Linked DNA regions of Macaca mulatta: region 2 is linked to region 1. Evidence: chromatin contacts called from public Hi-C data. All regions are on one chromosome and are shown on one strand. Each heading gives the region's core, a stretch centred on a gene start, on an enhancer-like site or on the middle of the called end of the contact. The rest is flanking DNA. Distances are from core to core; before and after follow the strand shown.

The links. A called contact is a pair of places that touch in the nucleus more often than the background predicts.
Region 2: a Hi-C map of fetal cortex germinal zone shows a contact between it and region 1, with 3 times the contacts expected there. The contact joins the promoter of REDIC1 here to the promoter of KIF21A in region 1. A contact is called at or near these places in 2 of 14 Hi-C or Micro-C datasets (fetal cortex germinal zone and fetal cortical plate).

What each region holds. Positions count from the first base shown.
Region 1 is chr11:46,299,350-46,305,546 of T2T-MMU8v2.0, forward strand. It overlaps KIF21A (kinesin family member 21A), which reads right to left and starts at 4,807. Exons shown (of 33, transcript XM_077953857.1): 1 at 4,614-4,807. The coding sequence starts at 4,657.
Region 2 is chr11:46,482,460-46,488,966 of T2T-MMU8v2.0, forward strand. It overlaps REDIC1 (regulator of DNA class I crossover intermediates 1), which reads left to right and starts at 4,801. Exons shown (of 14, transcript XM_077953861.1): 1 at 4,801-4,947. It overlaps ABCD2 (ATP binding cassette subfamily D member 2), which reads right to left and starts at 4,512. Exons shown (of 12, transcript XR_013400960.1): 1 at 3,386-4,512; 2 at 1,690-1,870.

The sequences.
Region 1 (6,197 bases), core at 3,557-6,056:
AGTATAGTGAGGTCACATTGCAAATAAGTGCTAGTGACAGACCTAAAACTGAGCTTCTGAATGTCCAAATAGCCCCTAAGCCTGCTGAGCAACGCCACTCCTTAGAGCGCTTTGGTAAGGTGAAAACCCAGCAAACCGAAACACAAATTAGACCACATTACACACTAATACAAACTAACTGCAAAGAATAGGTACAGTTCTCTGATAAAGCCAGGCAAGGAAATTTTAGTTTCTACATACAGCGAATAACACAAAAACACAAAGGTGCTTTCTGTATCTCCCATTTTCACTAAACTCTTGACATATATTGCAAGCTAAAGTTATTGAAAAGGAAAAACATTTCAAAGTTATTGTGTCAGAGATAGGGAAGAGAAAAAGACACATCATCTCATAATGTATTAGATTTAGAATGTGAAATGTTTGACTTTATCATTTTGAGTTAACCATTCGATTCAATTCAGTATACTTAGATAATAAGAATAGATTCTACATTGTACTTTATTGTTCATTTTTGTTGGCGACATCTATCTAAGCCATCCATTCAACTTACCACATTTCCTAGGAAACCAGCTACCTGATTATTGAGTCTAAAATCCATACCTTCCTACACCCATGCACTCTGAGGAAAAGAAGTGTTGCTGTTGAATCACATCTTACATCTCACATATATATATATACATACACTTCTGTGCGTACGTGCATATCCACTCTAAAACCAGACACCCAATATTTTGGTATTTTCTTAATCTAAGGATGTGATTAGTCCATGATGGGATGTCTGTGAAAAGTTTTATTCTAAATGTATTCCTCACATTTTTAAGTTATAGTACAGTGGTATCCAATAGACACAGATAATATGAAAATTAATTTTAATTATATTTTATTTAACTAAATGTAAGCAAAGTGTTATCATTTCAACATATAGTCAATATAAAAATTGAAATATTTACATTTGTTTCTTCAGAGTAAGTCTTTGAAAGCCAATGTATATCTATTACACTTACAGTTCTAGTCAATATGTACACTAAATTTTCATCAGAAATACTTGTATCACTATTTCTATTTCAAAACTTTACTGTTGAAAAAGTAGATCCAAGTTGTTCGAAACATACTCAAAAGTTTCTAATAACTGGATGAAGGACCAATTTTTAAATTTAAATTTTAACTAATTTAAATTAAATAAAATTAAAAATTTAGTTTCTCAGTAGCATTAATCATAATTCAAGCACTTAATAGCCACATGGGGTTGGATAGCAAGGGCTATTATCCAAATTCATATCTATCTCAATGAAAGAAACCCCACAGAACATCTCAAATATACTGCCAAAAGGTATTTTTGGAAACTGAGTAAAAATTGCTCTCCCTAAATGAGAAACTTTCTGTTTAACATCTTTCTCCCAAAGCTGTATATAACCCATTCACTTATCTTGAGAAACCTACAATAGAGTCATCAGCTTTAACATACTGATAAGCCTCTAATAAAACATAAGCACCTCTAGGATGCATTTCCACGATTGTATTACTCCTTAAAGGAAAAAAGCAGGTCAAATGTTTTTGTTGATTTTGTATATAGACATACAATTTTGTATTGATTTATTTATTCTGCTGAGGAAAGCTGTCACAAACTGAAGGGTAGGGTAACAGGATGCTGGAAAGATTAAATAATTTGAGGAAATATTTTAGTTAAGTTCAGGTCCTGTCTTAGCTGTATCTTTCCTGGCAATATCAAAATATGAATAACCTGTGAAAGTCATTCAGTAACCGAACTAACACCAAATCAAGAACAGGCAACTGACCCAAACCTAAGCGAAACTTTGCAAAGCCATGTTCTTGCCTCTCACCTCTGCAGGGTTAGTGGTTAAGAACTTGGTCTATTGAGTCAAGCTATCTGGGTTGGAACCCTGGCTCTCTCATTTGCTACCGATTTAACTTTGGATGGTTTACTTAATCTTTCTGTGCGTCATCTGCAAATGGCCATAATAATAACAGGACCTAAGTCACAGACTGTTATGAGGAATAAATAAGACTTTACATGAGATAAAACATCTTAACACAGCACTAATCCTGGCACACAGTTTAAGTCAAACTATTATCAGTACTTTTAGCCCAGAAATCAGGATAACAGAGATGAGGATATATCTTCAATAAATAATGGTTATAAATGAACAATATAAGTCCAAATACTTTATAAATACTAAAGTGCTATATGAGCATAAGCTATTTTTATCCTATATAAAGTAAGTTTACAGGGTAGCTCTGTTCAGAGAACAATGTATTTAATGAAAGAAATCCCCGATTTAGCCAGGTGCAGTGGCTAATGCCTGTAATCCCAGCAATTTGGGAGGGACGGCTTGAGCCCAGGAGTTCAAGACCATCCTGGGCAACATAGGGAGGCTCCATATCTACAAAAATGTATAAAAATTAGACAAGCAAGGTGGCACATGCCTGTAATCCCAGCTACTCAGTAGGCTGAGATGAGAGGATTGCTTGAGCCCAAGAGGTTGAGGTTGCAGTGAGTTATGATGGCACCACGACACTCTAGCCTGCATGATACAGCAAAACCCTGTCTCAAAAAAAGAAAGAGGAAAGGAAAGGAAAGGGGAAAGGAAAGGAAGGGAAAAGGGAAGGGAAAAGGGAAGGGGAGGGGAGGGGAGGGGAGGGGAGGGGAGGGGAGGGGAGGGGAGGGGAGGGGAGGGAAGGGAAGGGAAGGGAAGGGAAGGGAAGGGAAGGGAAGGGAAGGGAAGGGAAGGGAAGGGAAGGGAAGGGAAAGGAGGGGAAGGGAAGGGAAGGGAGAAGGAGTCCTGAATTCAACAAATGGAATCTTTGCAATGTGGCTTACTAAGTTATGTTGAAGTTTTTATAAAGCCTTTCTCCAAAAATCAAACCGACAGTCATTCACCTAAAAAGTCCTAACATGCACATCAAAACAAAATACAAGTTATTTATCAGTCAACATCAGTTTAGGGTCATCCATGTCTCTACAGGCAAAGAAGCATCGGATTTAACAGAATGGTCAACAAACTGCCTTGTGATAGTCCAGAGAATTCACACATAAAAATCTCAAATTTCTAAAAACAAATTGTTTTCACTAATACTGTATGCACCTTCTTCACCTTCCTCGATCAGCTCTCCTAACAAAATTGCCCCTTATTGGGTTTTTTGTCTTTTTCCTTCCCCTTTCTCCACCCCGGTGCAGTCATTAACTGGTATTAAAGGGCTAAAAGAGAGGTAGTAGCAGTGAATAGGAGAAACAGACTAATCTAACAATTGGATAAGTAACCCTAGAATAACCAAGGCCTAATTAAAACTTCAAAAGCCTTCTAACAGGTGATTCTAACCAGTCATAAACCTGTCACCTCCCTGGGTGGGGAAAAAAAAAAAAAAACTTAAAAACTCATTTTATTCTTTAATTAAAGATACAAAGTATACAAAACAGCCATTACTATTCCCAACCCAAGATGTGTCACTAAAATAGTAACTATAGAAATGCTTAGAGGGGAGAATTTTTAAAATAATTTTCTGGAAAGACTACAAGACTGGGAGATTGTTAATAATTTCTAATTTCTTGGAGTGTAGATTATTTTTATAATCCTTAAAGCATAAATAAAGGAAGCGAATTAACAGTAGACTCTCAGAGCTGTGAAAGTCACGCACTTACTCTAGAATGAATGCTTCATTAATTTTTCACACAGTGTGATGATGTTGCAATTTTCCATGAGCAACTATCAGAGCTTTCCTTCTTGATAAGTATCAAACCAGCCTAAATTACATCGAATACTCGTGCCTGTCATTGGCAGAAATATAATTTTGATGTACCTAGTATTTCCACTCACACCCTGGCCTGTATAACGTTACGATTACATTGCATCCACCCTGCCTAACGTCAGTATGTTTCACACAGTCACCCCTTTCACCCTTCTCTGGCTAAAGAGTTTTCTTCCTTCTGTAGACCTCTCCCCGGTGGATTTTACCTTAAATTCCACTTCCATTCAAACACCCAAGAGGCCAGATCTGTCTCTTCTACCCACACGCGAGGGCATATCTAGATTCCCGTGATGCTGAAAAAGATGTCCCATTTGCACAGACATCAGAACCCGAGTGGGCGCGCGGCGGGCCCTGTGGTCGCCGGCGCTGACAGTCAGATGCTTTGTCTCCTGCCTGGGAAGGCCGGAGCTGCATGGACACGTATGACAGACATTCTAGAACTAATAAAAAAGAACACCACAGCCCCGCGCAGAGGCAGCTCCTCCCGGACAGGCGATAGTCCAAGGCGGCCAGACCTGCGGCGACTGATCCGGCGAGGGGACGGAGGGGAGTGACGAGGGCTTTTCCCCCGGAGAAGTCAAGACGCCCCCCAGGAACCCGGGGCCGAGCAGCCGCCAGCCACCTGCAAACACAGACGGCGTGAGGGCGGCGCAGTCTCCCTGCCAGCACCCGGCCGCGCGTGCCAGGCCGGCGGGGACCCACTGCCTCAGTTTCCTCAGCCGCAGACCCCGGCCGGGACGCCCCTCAGGTCGCTCCACCCCGGCAGCCGGTGCCCCCGGGCCACAGCCAGGTCCTTGCCGCGCCCTCAACCCGCCGCCCGCCGCCCGCCGCCGGCAGCCCGTCCTCACCTGACAGCCACCCGCACGGAGCTCTCATCCGGGGCGCCCAACATGCTGGCGGCGGGCGGCGACAGGGCCGTTGGGCCTCCGCACCTCAGAGCTGAGGCGCCGCCGGGGCCGCGGGACTCGGGCACAGTAGGCTGGGGCGTCTGCGGGCGGCCGGCTCACCTCCGCCGCGCTCCAGCCATGTTGGGCGACTGAATGGAAAGGTGGCGGCGGCGGTGAGGCAGCAAGAGGAGGAGGTGATTCACTGCTCGCGGGTGCCCGCCCCTTCTCCCCCGCTCACCCCCCAGGATCTGGGGCGGGGACGGAGCGCGCTTGAACGGTGACCGCGCCGGTGGAGAAGCCAACAGGCCGCCGGCGGCCTCGGGGCGGCCGGGTGAGTGCGCCCTGCCCCCTCCGGTGGGGACGCGGCCTCCCAGCGGCCGGACTGGGGACTCCACGCCCGCCGGGGCTCTCCCGGCTCCTCGCCCCGCACTGCGTCAGCCGCGGCCGCGCGGCTGGGCCCTACCTAGCCCTCCCCCAGCCTGCGCCCCGCCCTGCCCTCGGCGGGTCACTGCCTGGCGCTACTGGGCAGGGAGGAGAGGGGGAAGGATGCCTGCGGCCGGCTGCCCTCGCCCGAGGGCGACCAGCCTGTGCGCCCTTCCAGGCTCTTCTAGGAGAAGGAAGCAGCCTGTGCAGGCGCTGCTGCCAGGTCCCTTCTAAAATCGAAGCTTGATTCAGCGGCGCGCCGGGAGCCAGCCAGCTGCTGCTCCGGTTCGGCTTTGTGTCCCACGTATAGCCTTATTGTCCTGTCTGCAGCTTGGACTTTGACCCCCTTCCCTAGCCCCCAGCTGAACGCTCTCCCTCCTCCCTCCCTGGAGTCGATCATTCATGCTAAACGGACTCCCGGGTTTGTCCCCTGTCTCTGGACAGCTGGGCTGTTGTACAGTCCATCGCCAGTTTACCAGCTCGGGTGAGATACGGAAATGATTTACTCGAGATTCCTGAATGCGTTTCTGTTCAATCATTTGTACACTGGTAAATGAACTGCACCCTGGTACTGCCAAGTGTTCCCAGAACTGAATATATCCACCAAGACCTGCTGTGTAGTAAATCCTTCCAAACTGATTTTCTTTCCCTTCTGGCCTTTAAAAAGCACCTCCCAATCCCAGGATTCTCTCAACATTGACCCATTGTGGTTTCTGTTTGTCACTATTGTGCTTCTACATGCCTTCAGATAGCTCTGTGGAAACAGCCTTTATTAGCTTTGCCACAGAGTATCTTTTGTGGACTGCTCCATACATCTCTATAAACAAACATGTGGCTTCATACAAAATAGTATCATAGATTAAATGGCACTATCCAAATAAAGGCACTACCTCAAATGCCTACAATCTACAATCACACACCTAATCATCTTGTTCAGCAGTGATACAGCAGCGTGGCTCAGAGAAGGCTGCAACACTTTGGGAAAAACAAGAAGTGTTTGATGATTTAAACGCATGGGAAGGCAGATGGGGTATATAATGATAGTTTTAAATTTATTCTGTCCCTTAATCTCACTACCCCTAAATCTTAACAGACATGTAACTGGGAGGTAAAGAGGGTAGA
Region 2 (6,507 bases), core at 3,551-6,050, 180 kb after region 1:
ATTTTAAGAAATGACTTTTTAAGTGAATATCTGATAGTTTTGGCTTTTTTTGGTAAAACTAATATTAAAACCATAGATTTTAAAGTGTCTTTCTCTCTAATACTCTTTTGAAAAAGTAATTTTATTTCATTATGAAAGGATTATGTCTAAAATACTATTACTAACAATACCTTTTTCAATATAAACTTTTTAAAATTAAATTATTTTTAGTAAATTTTGAAACATAAAACCATATAAAATTCAATTTTCTCAGTGGTCTACATATACTGTCTATTACACAGTTCAGTTGTGAAGTATAATTGATATATGTATAGCACTTGCCACAGAGAAAGGCTGACAAATACTAACTTACTAAAATGAACATATTTATGTTAAGGATAACTCAACTTTGACAAGTGTTTTTGTAAGCATTAGTTAAAACATTGAAGCACTTTTTCAAAACATTTAGGCATATTGTAATTATTGTTTTTATTAGATCACTTCAAACAAATAGCTATTAATCCTTAATTCTACACAAAATAACTATAAAACAGTATAGATTCTGTAACAATATTCTTAGTTTTCTAGGTAATAATTGTCACCTTTTATTTTCTAGGTAATAATTGTCACCACATATCAAGTATAACATGTTCTGTACTTCATAAACATTATTCAGTTAAATCCTCACAACAATTCTCTGAAGTAGCCTTTCTGGTTCTCATTTTACAAATGGGGAACTAAGGTATAGAGAGTTTAATCAACTCTAATTAAACAGACTAAGAGGATACAAGTAGGAAGAGGGAGAACCAAAAGTTGAACAAAACTCTATTTCACTACAAAGCCTATGCTTTTGTCTAGCTCCTTAAACACCATGGCCAATTTTAGTCCTGTGATTTTTAAAGAGGGATGTCTTATTTTAGGAAAACAGTAGAAAATACTTCTTCAGTTAATTCTTCTCTGTTCCAACAGATTAAGATCCAAACTCCCATCCAAGGATGATACAACATTTTAACATTGGTTTTTCTTCCTTGCCTTTATCTTTCTTTGTTATTCCAAAGAATGAAAACTGTTATTAAAAACTGTTGAGACAGTGATAGGATAGAATTAGCCAGCTGCAGCTTGACAACCACCATTCCTACAAAACCACCAAATCATGCTGCATAAGAGGTTATCTATGTTATTCACAAGTAGAGGAGCCCTTGTTCTATGGCATTTAAGCATTCCCTGAAGCAATATTCCTGCTTGCCCACTGTAGTCAATTGACTTTTCAAATCACAAAACAGGGCAAATTCAGTTATAGAATATTTATAGACTAAATGTATGGGATGTGTAGAACTAACGTTTATAACACACAAGGAAAGCTTGTGTTATACTCTTTCTGAGGGTAATGACTTATTCTGAGGTTAAGTGTGAACTAGAGAATCATCCTATATTAGGCAATATAATTAAAATTGCTCAAGGTCAACTCCCAGAAACACTGCATCAGAGATCTCTGAAATAGCTCAGAACTGGAAACGTCTTTGAGCCACTGTCTTATTTTTCATACTGCTGGTCTTATTACTGGATGCTGTAAAGTCTGCCATTGTTTTGGACTATTATTAACTAGAATAATTACTATGTACACAGTTTAGCCCACATAAAACTAGCAATGGCACCTTCAAAAGAAATAATGTTAAACATATATTTGAGATTAAGCATAAATGTCATTACCACCATCTGCAAAGCCAGTCGCAGTGATAATAGGTATAGCCACCATAATTAGTCCACTACTGCTCCAAACATACTTCATCAGGAATTGTTCTATCATGATGTACCACAAACGTTTGGATAAAATGAGGTTCATCTGATCCACTAAAGCTTTGTAACTTTTCTGAAGTTGTTTCATTTCTACCTATAGAGAGGAAAAAGAGTTGAGGACTTTCCTTAAAGACATATACATATTCTTTTTTTTTTTTTTTTTAGTATGGCATTATCTATGTGTCTTAACAACCAATAAATACAGATTAATACCAGTATTAGTTATTATTTAGTTTTGGTCACATGTGTATTATTTTTAAAAGTTTATGCTACTCAGTGGACATAATGTTGGGTATAAAATACATATAAGTAATTTATAGTTATGATATTTAAATTTTATGCATGAGATGTTAAAACTAAATGATATTAGGTAAGATATGAATAAACAATTGTTAGAGCTTTGTCCTTGTTGATTACACCAAAAATACCTGAAAATGGACACATGACATATATATGTATAGACTCTACTTTTGAACTGACTCACTTTGTTGGATTTTGTCTTTTATGCAAGAAGTCTAAACACACTATAATTTATATCATTGAATTCAATAGTTTAAGAAGAATCACAAATCAATATGATATAATACAATATATGAGGTAATTTTCAAGTGGGAGCAAGAGTCCTAAATTTACTTTAAATATTCTTTTTCAGGTTGCTACTGCTATTAAAAAAGACACTGATAATTACTGATGCTTTAAAAATTAAATAATTCTGCTTGGTGATTGACATGCCGTCTTCAACAGTAGAATACTTTATTTTATTCACCAAGTCATTTAAATTAAGATTGCATTGCCTTTAAAATTTCTGTCTTATTTCATATTCTGAAGTTACCTTCATATACTATGAGTATGTATAATTGGGCTAATTGTTTTAGGGATCTGCTTAATGTTGAAAATCTTCAATAATTGAAAACATTCTGAAACTCCTTTTGTACTCCTCATTTCTTCTCTAATCTCAGCTTTTTTTTTTTTCAAAGCTGGACAAAATTTCATTTCACTTCCTCTTTTCATTTTGTCAAAATATAGTGCTGAACATGAACTAAGAGTAGTAGAAATGCCATTTTGTGAGACACTTTCCTATGCTTCTTGGGAATGGGGATGCTCCATATTGATCAGACATGCAAAATTGTTAAAAATGTCTTCTGTAAGAAATCCTGGTTCCCCCCCTCCTTCGACAACAAAGGAACAACAAAGAATATCATTCTAAATTTTCCATTTCAATGGAAACATGTTTAGTCTTAGTTTCCAAATATATATTTTCTTCTGGTAGGTGCTCTAGGGCCACCTACCAAGTTGGGATTTAAGTTTTAAGAAAACACGTTAGAAATAATTCTGACCATATTTGAGTAACTGAGGCTAAGTAGGCTTTTTCAGAGTGTTGCAAATTTTATTCTCATGACACTTTAGAAAAGTTTGCACCCTATAATTCTTTAACTGGTTACGGTTAAAAGGGGTAATGAAGCATGTATTTTAATACAGGTTTAGATGTCAGAGGAATCTAAGACACTAAAGAAGTGGGTCCATCGACAGGACAACAGATGGTATCTGGCACTGCAGTGGCAGCTTGAACAGTCTCACATTTCACCCATCACCTTAATTTCTATCTTACCTTATGTCCTCTGTAAAAGGCAATTTCTTCTACATTGGCTATAATTCTGGAATGCACATACCGCAAATAGCCTTTTCTATGAGCTTCCTCTGCCACCAGTTTGCCAAATTTGGGAGAACAGGCTTTCAACACTTTAGCAGTGGCATATACCACAAGTCCTGCTAATAGGGTGGGCCCAGTTGGGCTTGCTCCTCTGGATGTAGCAGTTTGAATGAGTGTATAGGAGGTCAGGATTACATCTAAAATAGGTTTGGTCAGATTAGAATACAAGTGAGCCACAGATTGGGAGAACATCATAATATCCTCTGTAAGAGATTGGTCAGGGTTTGCCAGCCTCCCATCCATATTGATCACTTTATAATAAGTCTGATTTGTAAAATAGGTTTCATAGGCATGGTCTACTAGGCGAGTTCTGAAGGCCAAAGCCAATTTGCATTCCAGGTACCTTATTGCACTGTTGACGAAGGTAGCAGGGATGGCAATCATAAGCCACTTGATTAATTTGATGATGAAAGTCCGAGGCTTCTTTTCCACAATGCTTTTCACGATTTTTCCATCCAGACCAGCCACATAGATAGACAGAAAGGTTCTTGAGATTAGAGCCACTGAGTGCAGGCAGAGCCACCCTGTTTCAGTGGTCACAAGTTTTGGAAACAAAATTTTCCGAAGTTCTAGTAGCTGTTTGAAGAAATCTGCATTCACTCCAGGCGAAGGTATTTTACAAACGGTCTCGGTGCAATGCAGTATTTCTGTGTTCTCTGCAGCAGGGTAAGCTGCTTCTTTTTTCTTCCCGTGGCCAGATTGCTTTAAACGCTTGCCAATGATGGGATAGAGGGTTTTCAGAGCATATGCCGCAGCCACCAGGCAGGCAGCCCTCTTAGCAGCACTCGATCTGGTCCATTTCACTCGATCAGCTGCTGCATTTAGCATATGTGTCATTTTCCCAGTTACCCAAACCGGCTTCCAAAAGAATTCGTTTTAAAAGATCATGCTTCACAGAAATCCCCAGCAAATGTTTCAGAAAGTCCTACAGCGTCCCATAGTCTGCAGCGTTTCTCTTCCACTGTTTTGTTTTTAATTTTGTTCTGCTGTGACAGATGCAGCAGAGCTCAGACTCCGCTGCATCTACCGGGAATAATTCTCTCAGAAGCTCCAGCTGCACCAAGCTCCTCCCTCCCAGGCCCCTCATTGGCTGTGAGGGCGGTGGGACCTTGGAATCTTAGCAGCTTCCCTTTGAACCTTGAAAATGAGGAGAGAGCAAAACGAATTACATCCTTCCTTAAACAGGAGTTCAGAGAGTTAAATGTCTATTTTTGGAGAGGTCGAATCAGGCCATCTGCTGGCGAACAAAAACCGCTCTAGCTACTGAGCATGCTCAGTGTCACTTAGAAACCCGCAGAAGTTTCAGAATATACATCACTTCGGTAAGATTTCAGTAGCTACGGCAAACAGAAGAGCAAGCAGAAAGGGAGATTTCCAAGCGAACAAAACCGTCTCTAGCTACTGAGCATGTTCAGTGTCACTTAGAAACCCGCAGAAGTTTCAGAATATACATCGCTTCGGTAAGATTTCAGTAGCTACCGCAAACAAGAGCAAGCAGAAAGGGAGATTTCCAAGAGTTTTAACGAGACGAGGAGGGAGAAGGAACCACGGAAATGAGGGAGGAGGGACAAGAGGATCAACATAAAATGAATATGGAAAAAGCATGGAAAGAATCTGAAAGGGATCAGAAAAGAAAGTGATAAGTGGGAGGGACACTGGAGAATGCCAAATATCAAATACAAACACTTGGATCTGTTTTTCCGTCCCCCCACCCCCGGCTTTTTTGGGGGTCTGATTTCACATAAGGTCTCAGAACCTAATAGACAAGTTGTAATTGAGGGTATCCCTTGTAAATAAATAGGATAAAAGTCTTCCGTGTTATGGAAAATAATTATTTGCTATGCCTCTAGACATTCTCCCTTTTTCCCCTCCATCCTACTTGTCCTTATGATAAAAATCTTCCAGCCCCATAACTGGAGATCTGATGTACTTATAATTATTTACAAGGAGGCGACTATTAAGTAAATGAGATCAATGTTTCATTTTTACTACTCCCATGTGTTAGGTAGTTTTTACTTCGAGGGTGGTAGCACTTATAGTCAAAGTTTAACCATTTGGGAATTCAGCTGGTGTTGGATGATGGAAATAACTTCTCTAGGACCTTACTTCATTTTTCAGGAATTCCTTGTCTTTTGCAAGTGTCTTTTTTGTTTGTTTTGTTTAGCTGTAGAGATAATCTACTGGCTACTTCCTATTTCTATTTGGTTATTTGATAAAAACTAAGAGTCTTAAATTTCTTCACATCCATAATGGAGGATTTAAACTGTTCAACAGTCAAGGACAATTCTGCATATTTGAAAAAATGTAAAAAGCTTTTTTTTGTTTTGTTTTGTTTTTGAGACAGTCTCTCTTTGTCACCCAGGCTGGAGTGCAGTGGCACGATCTTGGCTTACTGCAGCCTCCACCTCCCAGGTTGGTGCCTCAGCAGCCCGAGTAGCTGGGATTACAAGTGTGCGCCACCATACCTGGCTAATTTCTGTAGTTTTAGTAGAGATGGGTCTTGCCATGTTTGCCAGGCTGGTCTCAACCTCCTGGCCTCAAGTGATCCACCTGCCTTAACCTCCCAAAGTGCTTGGATTATAGACGTGGGCCACCACGCCCAGCCAAGAGCATTTTTTAAGTCAAGGCTGAGTATATTTTTGGATATGCAAAAACCACTTTTTTGCTGTCCACTCTCCCCGCCCCCATCTCATTAAAACTCTCGGAAAACTCCCTTTCTGCTTGCTCCTTTGCTTGTGGTATCTACTGAAATCTTACAGAAGTGATGTATATTCTGAAACTTCTGGGGATTTCTAAGTGACACTGAGCATACTCAGTAGCTATAGCCAGTTTTGTTTGCCAGCAGCTGGCCCCCAACATACATACACATTTCCAGTCAATTAGAACCTTAGGAAAATATGCATTAAGCTAGAACAGAAGTTGGCAAATTACAACTGGTGGGCCAAATCTAGCCTGCCACTTAATTTTATATGACCCTTAAGCTAGGAATGATTTTTACATTTTTAAAGTGGTTGAAAATA